2 separate regions of the Sus scrofa genome follow, and region 2 is linked to region 1. A link is a contact called in public HiChIP or PLAC-seq data. All regions are on one chromosome and are shown on one strand. Each heading gives the region's core, a stretch centred on a gene start, on an enhancer-like site or on the middle of the called end of the contact. The rest is flanking DNA. Distances are from core to core; before and after follow the strand shown.

The links. HiChIP or PLAC-seq counts read pairs in DNA pulled down with a chosen protein or histone mark.
Region 2: a contact with region 1 is called in an H3K27ac HiChIP or PLAC-seq map of alveolar macrophages. The contact joins two enhancer-like sites. A contact is called at or near these places in 2 of 2 datasets of contacts at active chromatin or transcription factors (alveolar macrophages and skeletal muscle).

What each region holds. Positions count from the first base shown.
Region 1 is chr10:66,418,231-66,423,101 of Sscrofa11.1, forward strand. No RefSeq gene overlaps it. Among named protein-coding and RNA genes, the nearest start is that of KLF6, 68 kb to the right of the region's middle. Within about 2 kb of position 3,016, at least 14 of the 83 cell types and tissues checked have an H3K27ac peak or open chromatin away from gene starts, as enhancers often do. A contact at or near this core is called in alveolar macrophages, where this site is marked.
Region 2 is chr10:66,085,856-66,090,726 of Sscrofa11.1, forward strand. No RefSeq gene overlaps it. Among named protein-coding and RNA genes, the nearest start is that of AKR1E2, 390 kb to the left of the region's middle. Within about 2 kb of position 2,311, at least 2 of the 83 cell types and tissues checked have an H3K27ac peak or open chromatin away from gene starts, as enhancers often do. A contact at or near this core is called in alveolar macrophages, where this site is marked.

The DNA of each region.
Region 1 (4,871 bases), core at 1,766-4,265:
ATGGCAAGCCTCCTGTGGCTGCGTCCTACCTGGAAGAGAGCAGCTCATCCTGGGTGATTACAAAGCACAAACACTCAGGTGACTCAGGCCAATGAGTATAAGTTGCTCCTATGCTGCCTGGCTTCACTCGCTGATAGGACACAGCCTCAGGAGTGGGGCTCTAAAGAGGGGAAGGGCCCCTCCTTCTCTTCCTGAGCACTTCCCTGCAGCCTGCGGGGTCCCACGTCGCTCAGGGGTCTCAAAACAGGGGTGCCCACCCCCCGCAGCCTGCATGAAAGGACAAATCGGAAGCCAAGGAGTAACAACTGGGACTTCTACTGACAGGTACTCTTATCTGATCGGTTTTTTGAATGTACATTTTTGTGTATCTTTTCTAATGCTCGACATATAACAGAAGGTTTTCATTTCTGCAACAGCCACATCAACACGAATACGTCTTTGGGAGGCCCTGATTGAAATCTTTTCACGGATGGGACATGACACCCGAAGTGTTCCTCTGTCCCATTGTCTTTAAATCACACTGGCCACGGACACTCGGTGCCGACGTGAACTGAGCCTCGTTGTGTTACCCAAATCAGAACAAACTGGTTTCGGCCAAATACCGGTAAGAAGGAGGCTGGATGGAAGGACGACTTGGGAACTAGAGGTAAGGGCTCTGCTTGCTTCCTTGAGGATAAAATAACTCGACGGAACGATCAAGAAGCATGAGGGGCAGGGAGGGACAGCCAGGTGAAAACCGCCCCTGAGCCAAAGGCACATTCTCAGGACAGTGTCTGCGCCACGGCTGGGAATGAGTCCTTCTTCGCTCTTCGTTGAGAAAAGATCTTTGAGATCTCTGACAGAGCCCAGGACTAACCGAGGGTTATTAATCCTTAGTCTTTGAAATCTGTCTTGATCTGACACCAAAAGCACAGGCAACAAAAGCAAAATCAAACACGTGGAACTACATCAAACCAAAACGCTTTTGCCCAGCAAAGAAAACAATCAACATAATGAAAAGGCAACCTTTGGAAGGGAGAAAATCTTACACAATGTACATTTGGTAAAACATTAATATCCAATATCCAAAGTATTACAGCTCAAGAGCCAACAAACAACAAACAAACAAAAATACACCACTTAAAAATGGGCAAAGGGGATTCCTGCTGTGGCTCAGAATGTAATGAACCTGGCTAGTGTCCATGAAGACACAGGTTTGATCCCCGGCCCTGCTCAGTGGGTTAAGGATTCAGCGTTGCCATGAACTGTGGTGTGGGTCGCAGAGATGGTTTGGATCCTGCATTGCTGTGGCTGTGGTGTAGGCCAGCAGCAGCAGCTCCGATTGGACCCCTAGCCTGGGAACCTTCATATGCCACAGATGCAGCCCTAAAAAGCAAAAAAAAAAAAAAAAGGCAAAGGACCTGAATAGACATTTTTCCCAAAGAAGACACACAGTAGATAATGGCCAATGGATACATGGAGAGATGCTCAAGGTCAGTAACCAGGGGAATGCAGGTCAAAACCGCAGTGTGATGCCACCTCGTACCTCTTGCGATGGCCATTATCCAAAAGACAAGAGATAACGCGTGCTGGCAGGAAGGTGGGGGAGGGAATAATGCTCTGTTCGTGGCCAGAAAACTGGTACAGCCATTTCGGAAAACAGTATGGAATTGCCTCAAAAGATCAAAACTAGGGCTACCCTATAATCCAGCAACCCCCCTCCTGGCATTTATCTGAAGGAAGTAAAATCACTATCTGGAAGAGATACGTGCAGTCTGGTGCTTGATGTGGCTTTATTCAAAATAGCCAACATTTGGACGCAACCTAAGTTCTTGTGGATGGGTAGATGGATAAAGAAAATGTGGGATAATAGCACAAAAAAGAAAGAAATCTTGCCCTTTGGGAAAACGTGGACGAACCTGGAGGACATTGTGCCGAGTGAAATAAGCCAGACGAAGAGAGACCAATACTGCACGAGTCTACCTACATGTAGAATCTAAAAAGCCAAACTCAGAGAAGCAGGGATGAGGATGGTGGGTATCAGGGGCCGTGGTGAGCGAAGTCTGGAGATGGGCCAGGGTGGAGACTTTCAGTTTTAAGAGGAGCAAATTCTGGGGATCTAATCTACAGTGTGGCGACACCCCCGAATCATACTACGTGCGCACTTGAAAGTTTCCAAGGGGGGAGATCTTATGTGTTCTCACCACACACACACACACACACACACACACACACACACTCACACACACAGCAACGATGTGAAGGCAATATGTTCATCAACTTGCTTGTGGTGATCGTGTCACAACCTACGCATGTACCAAACCACCACATGGTGCACCTTAAATATGGACAAGTTTTATTTGTCAACCATACCTCGGGGAAGCTGGAAAAAGTCAGTCATTTCTGAGAAAAACAACAAGCACAGCATATGCGTGATGAGGAAGGGGGTCTCTCTCTAATTTGTACCAAGACCCACATTGCCACTAAACCACAGACGGGTCTTGAGTGGTTGAGTGTGCATTACCGAAACGGTGAACTAGGTACTGGGGAGACACAAGTGTAATTTGCTGTTGACCTTCCAACAGGATGCCTCAGACCCAGCTATGCTTTGGTTTTTCTTCCTCTGAAGAGCTGCACGCCAATGGAGCAGATGGTGATTCGATCAGATGTCTATCCAGTGACTGCAATGCCCATGTTTAAATGAGACTTGTCAACCTTTCTACCTCTATTTCAATGACTGCGACCACGTCCTAGAATTACTCACTTTTAATTCTTAATCCAGTGGGTGAAAGTATACAGCAGGCATCCTCCTGAGCACACATGGCCTAGGTGAATCTCTGTTCCCACTGGTGGAGGAGAGGCGAGGAAGACCGCGTGGCAAGGAGGATGATGCCCACTCGGGTAGCAAGTGTTCACCCCGAACAAACCAGGCGCTGAAAGACCAGTAAATTATGTACAGGAGATCCAAGGAGACGTCTGGCCAGGCCGTGGGGATGACTAATTCTTTTTAGTAGCACATGGCCATTCTGAAGTTTCTGAGTGAGTCACATTTCCACTGTGGTTTTTCGCCATTTCCTTGTCTCACCAACTTTGAGAGTTAAACTCACATATTGAGAATTTCCTCAGAGGAAAATAAAATGATAGAGGGGTTGCATCTGCACCATAAAGGCAGAATCGCATGAGCTGCTGAAAAGATGGAACCAACCAGGAGAGGCCATAGCAAATGGAAACCCACTAAGAGAAAATGAAAGAAAAAGCCCTCAAAGACAGGCCAAAACTATATTTAAAGGCAACCCCAGTCAATCATTAAATAGCTTTTTTTCCCATTTATGGGGATTGAATAGGAACGTGAAGTTGAGTTTGGATAAGCTCTACAAATGGCAAGAAATGTTTCCATCTTTAAGCATAAAATCCAACTTTCTTTCATGGTCTTAAATGATAAAGTCATTCCCAGGCAACAAGGGCCTTGCCAGGGATGTACCTGCATATTACCTGGATGTTTGGCCCTGATGTTGGCGCTGCATGGAAGTAGCAGAATACATCTTTATAGTTTGGCTTTTCTATGTTTTCTTAAACTGGTGGGTAGAGGAAAACACAACCTCCCGGAGACCTTGAGTCTGATGGAAGGGCTCCCTCCTCCACCACCCGAGCCCCTCGCCTGCAGGGGGTCCTTTCTGTCCCACTGGTTCTCTTTCCACAGCCAATGAGACCTGCAAAGAGATGGGGCCTTGGCTCTGGTTCCCAGCACGCATCTCCAAAACCAGGCCTTTGCTTTCTTCCTCTCGACTCATAGGCTCTCTTCTTCCTTTGCTCTTTGATCCAAGCAGTGGGACTCTTTGGAAGTTTCCAGCTCTGTCTCTCTCCTGCCCTCTGAATTCTGACAGCATTTGCTGTTCGAATCACTCTGAGGCCTTCCCTTGATGCTTTGCATGTGGTCGTTTAGAGTCTCATGGGGAATCACCCACTAAACTCACTGGAGCGCTCAACAGGCCTGGACGTCATGGGGCCTGGGCTTTGGGTCCCCGTGTGTCCAGTGTTGGTTTGCTGGGGCTTCCGTAACAAAGACACGAACGACGTGTCAGACCTCTCCTGTCTCACTGTCCAGAGGCCAGAGTCCAAGGTCAAGTGCCCACAGGTTAATTTCTCCTCGAGGTTCCGAGGGAGAATCTGCTCCAGGCCTCTCTCCTGTGGCTGTGGTTTTCCTGGCAGCCTGCGGTTCCTGGGCTGGCAGACGCAGCCCCCAGTCTCTGATCTTACCGTCACGCAGTCTGCTTCCCCTGGGTGAGGCCGGGTCCTGATCCCCTTTCATAAGCACACGGGCCCCGCAAGGACCCCTTAACTTAATCCTCACTGTACAGACCCTGTCTGCACGTCAGGCCACAGCCTCAGGCCCTGGGTTGGGACGTCCACCTACAGCCCGACACTGGAGAGGCCTGGGAGGCCAGCATCCCGCTCCGTGACCGAAGCGCCCATCTCTCAGACAGAAAAACAGAGGATGAAGCTTGTTCCGATAAGACTCGGATTGTTGAACAATCCTAGCTTGTTTGCAGGTTTTGTTTGCAAGGTGGGGAAGCTTAGCCAGGTCGCTTTGTTCTCTGGCCTCAGCCCACCTCCTGGGACCACAAAAGCAGAAACAAGGCCTTTGCCCTCACATTCATCTGTCTGACTCCAAGATAAGAGGGATGTTTCTTTCTCTGTGTTCATTTTTAAATCTCACAGCTTATCTTAACAGGTCATTCCAGGGAGCCCAACCCCAGATGTGAAGTCGGGAGCATTCACTTCTACCTCTTCCGCTCCCTCAAAGTCACCACAAGGGGCAGAATAAAAGCAGAGCTTTCTTTTCCTTTTCCTTTTTTTTAGTTCCAATTTCTTTTACCTAAGAGTTAATGAGT
Region 2 (4,871 bases), core at 1,061-3,560, 330 kb before region 1:
CCAAACTCTCCACGGATTCTTAGGTCCTCCCTGTATCCTTCCAACACAATGTCTCTTTAAGGAGAGGGCAGGCGGAATTCTAAAGACGTTCCACCCACTGATTCCTGTCTGTTGGTCGGCTAGTCAGACACTGTTTGGTCTGCTGTGGGGGAACTGTGCAGGTAAAGAAAAGCCCCAGGTCAGTTACCTGAAGCTACGGAGAGTGTGAATGTGGGCGTGGCCCAAGGGACACAAGGCTTTTAAAAGCAGTTTCCTCTGGCTGGTAGCAGAATAGAGACAAGAGATTAAATCACAGGAGGACTCACTGGCACAAAAACAGACGCGTACATCAGTGAACGGAATGGAGAGCCCAGAGATAAACCAACACACCTACGGTCAATTAATCTACAGCAAAGAGGCAAGAATATTACAATGGAGGAAAGACCGTCTCTTTGATAAGTGGTGCTGATAACACTGGACAGCTACGTGTGAAACAAGGAGGTTGGGACATTTCCTCACACCATATACAAAAATAAACTCAAAGTGAATTAAAGGCCTAAATGAGGCGTTCCCGTCGTGGCTGAGCCATTGACAAGCCGTTGACAAGCCCAGGTTCAATCCCTGGCCTCACTCAGTGGGTTAAGGATCTAGCGTTGCTGTGAACTGTGGTGTAGGTCGCAGATGCAGCTCAGATCCTGCGTTGCTGTGGCTGTGGCATAGGCTAGTGGCTGTAGCTCTGACTTGGCCCCTAGCCTGGTAAGCTCCATATGCTGTAAGTGCAGCCCTAAAAAGACAAAAAAAAAAAATAAATAAAATAAATAAAGACCTAAATGTAAGACCTAAAAACCATAAAACTCCTAGAAGAGAACACAGGCAGAACACTGTTTGACGTAAATCACAGCAATGTTTTTTTGGATTTGTTTCCCAAGTCAAATGAAATAAAAGCAAAAATAAACAAATAGGACCTAATTAAACTTAAAAGCTTTTGCACAACAAAGGAAACCACTGATAAAATGAAAAGACAGCCTACAGAATGGGAGAAAATATTTGCAAATGATATGACAAATAAGGAGTCAATATCTGAAATACACAAACAGCACAACCAAAAAATGGGCAAAAGACCTGAATAAACATTTTTCCAAAAAAGACATGCATAGGAATGGCTAACAGGTGCATGAAAAGATGCTCAACATCATGCTAATTATTAGAGAAGTGCAAACAAAACCACAGATATCACTTCACACCTGTAAGAATGGCTGTCATCAAAAAGTCTACAAATAGGAATTTCCATTGTGGCTAAGGTTCTTAAGCAGGTTAAGAACCATGAGGATATGGGTTCGATCCCTGGCCTCGCTCAGCAGGTTAAGGCTCTGAGCTGTGGCATAGTTTGCAGATGTGGCTAGGATCTGTCATTGCTGTGGCTGTGGCACAGGCCAGCAGCTGCAGCTCCAATTCAGTCCCTAGCCCAGGAACATCCATATGTTGCAGGTGTGCCTCCCCCACCCCCCGCCACCCAAAGTGTGCAAATAACATGTTGGAGAGGATGTGGAGAAAAGGGGACACGTGCGCATTTTTGTGAGAATGTAACTTCTTGCAGCCACTTTGGAAAACAGTAGGGAGGTTCCTCAAAAACCTGAAAATAGAATTATCATATGACCCAGCAATTCCGCTCCTGGGTATATTTCCTGAAAACACTCATTCGAAAAGATGCGTGCGTCCCAGTGTTCCTAGCAACACTATTTACAGTAACCTAGATACGGAAGCAACCCCAGTGTCCATCAATAGATAATCGGCTTAGGAAGTCGTGGTATACACGTGTCATGGAATCTTACTCAGCTATAACAAGAATGAGGCTCTACCATTCATAGCAACGTAGATGGACCCAGAGAATAGCATGCTTAGCAACATAAGTCAGAAAGAGGAAGAGAAATGCTCTATGATATTTATACGGAAGCTAAAAATGAATACAAATGAATGTATGTAGCAGACTAAAAACCGACTCAGACAGAGAAAACGAACTAGTGGTTACCAGTGGGGAGAGGGAGGGAGGAGAGACAAGGTAGGGGTATGGGGTTAACAGATACAAACTACTATATATGAAATAAAAAAGCTACAAGGTATGTTTTACAGCAGAGAGAATTATACCCATTATTTTGTAATAACTTTTAAGGGTCTATAATCTGTGAAAATATCGAATGACTATGTTCTACACCTGAAACTGATATAATATTATAAGCCAATTATACGCCAATAAAAAAAAGAGCTGACTAGATCCACTTCCTTTTCAACAGCAAATCTCCCAAAATACAGATTGCGTGGCTCCTTCCTTGATCTTGCAGTGAGACTTCCTCATTTCTAGAACCGTCTTCATCTCCCTAAAACACACACCATGTTGGGTTGTCTCCGCACACTTTCAGAATCAAAGTACTCGTCTCCTACAGCACAAAGAGTTCGTCCTGAGAAAGCCACCTGGGAAGGCCTGAGGTCTTTTTAAGACCAGGGTATGTGGGACACGGACGGACCGTCCCATGGATCCGTCCAGTGGGCCTTCGGCAGACCCACGTTCTTTGGGGGAAAAGGGGAGGAGAAAGATGAGTAGCTCAGTGTAATGGCCACTGTACGTCTGGAGGAAACACTCCTCACAGCGACCTTCTGAAGCTGAAAAGACAACTGCATCCAGTTTACAGCTGAGGAGAATGAAACAAGTTCAGTCTTGGGCTCTCGCTGGGCCCCAGATGCTGGGCGGAAGCATGCTGCCGTGAACACAGGCTCAAGAGGCACTTCTTGATTTGGCTGAGCTTATGCTGTGCATTTCATCACCAGAACATAAAAAGTTACCGTTAAATTACAAATCTAACAGTGTAAATACTACAAATACCATGACGTTTTCAGGATGAAAACAAAGACTGAGAAATGGGAATTTCTTCCCCTTTGGTTAAAATGATACATTGTGGGACATTCCCGCTGTGGCGCAGCGGGTTAAGAATCCAACTGCAGTGGCTTGGGTTCAATCCCCAGCCCAGCCCAGTGGGTTAAAGGATCCAGGGTTGCCACAGCTGTGGTATAGGTCTCATCCGCAGCTTGTATTCAGTTCCTGGCCCAGGAACTTCCATATGCCATGGGTGCAGACATAATTTATAGAACTTGGTTTCTATGGATTTTCTTGTGGGCACCTTGCTAGTCTCTGAGGGGAATGGAGAGGGCCAGGAATTGGGGCAAATGCTGCCCTCCACAGGCTCCAGCCATAGCTCTAATTTCCAAGAAAGTAATGGGCAAAAGGGGAGATGGTGGCACTGACCAAGACCTCATGAGACCCACTCACAGTGTCATCCACTCTTCGGATGCTTTTTTTATGCCACACATCAGTTCTGCTGTTGGCAATGCCCTGAATTCTGAGTAGATTAGAGCGGTACATTATGTGCAGTTTTGCTTTATATACTCAATGCATTATTTATACTTCTATTTTCAGAACATTAAATTCTTTGCATTTTGCTACCCTCTTTCATCTACACTAAAAAGACTTACAGACTCAAGTGTCCTCTCAGGGAGCAAGGAGGCTTCTTCGGGTGTAAGGAACATGAAGCACCACTCTGCTCCCTTCTGGACATCTGCACAGAAATATTCGTGTACCCGGCATTGATTGAAACATACACTGTCTCCTTCACATCTGCATCTCCATGGATTTCTTGAAATCTCGGTGCAGTCCTGTGCTGTCTGCAGGCCACCTTAGAGTCCACACTGAGGAGAATGGTTTAAGGGAGTCGTCTACAAGGGAGTAGAATTAAGCTTAACTTATTTGTGTCTCCACGACTTGCATACTTATTCACTCGGCAGGTGGTCGTAAATACTAGAATCTGGGGGCGGAGTCACAGGAAGCAGATTATCCTGGTAGGATATTTAGCATTTATATCCTATCAGCGAGGACAGGATATCCTATCAGCTGTGTTTCTGTGACAGCTAGATACACAGCTCCTTGCCTATAGTTGTGGTTAGGTTTCCTAGGAAGATAGTGTTCCCTGTGAATGTCGGGGAAAGTGGGGCTGGGAGGTTGTGCACAATGAGCCAAAAATGGGACCGTTGATCTGAGATCTGAATAAAAGGAGATATTCACTAGGAGAAAGTAAAAACATGGGCGTGTAGGAAGGCTATGCTCCAGATCAGAGAAGTAGCTTCTAAGAGGCCCTAGAGGCTGGACGTGCACAGGGTTCAAAGAGAAGAAAAGCATCAGGGTCGGAGGTCTGCTCTGGACCGAGGGTATGTGTCCTTGCAACAAGCCTGTGTTGACTCCTAATCCCCAAAGTGATGGTGTCGGGAGGCGGGGAGGTGGTGAGGTCATGAGAGGGGGGCCTGCCCGATGGGTCCCCATGTAAAAGGGACCCCAGAGGGCCACCTCACCCTTTCCTCCAGGTGAGGACACAGTGCGAGGTTGGTTTGTAACCGGGATCCAGTCCTCACCAGACATCGAATCTGTGGTGCCTTAATCTCGGACCCAGTCTGCAGCGCTGTGGGAAGGGAAGGTTTGCTGTGTGAGCCCTCCATCTACGATTTGTTGTTAGAGCAGCCGGTGCTGACCAAGACGAAGGTCACAGCCAGAGAGAAGAGAGCTGGCAGTAGCTGAGGCATGCCGAGAACACCCAGTTATGTCTTTGTCTAGCGAGGCATCTCCGCTGGAGAGGCCGCGGTTTGATGTTTGCTGTTTAAAGCTCGCGTGGTTATGCATGGAGAGTAGGTTAGCGGGAGGCCTCGGGAACGCAGGGGTTATGTTAGGAAGCGACGGAGCTGGTGCAGATGAGAGCGGTGCGTCAGGGCTGCTGGACAGCCTTGGAAATTCGTCCTGAGGTGCATGTGACAAGACCCGGCGAGCAGATGTTCAGGGTGGAGGGTGGGACTTG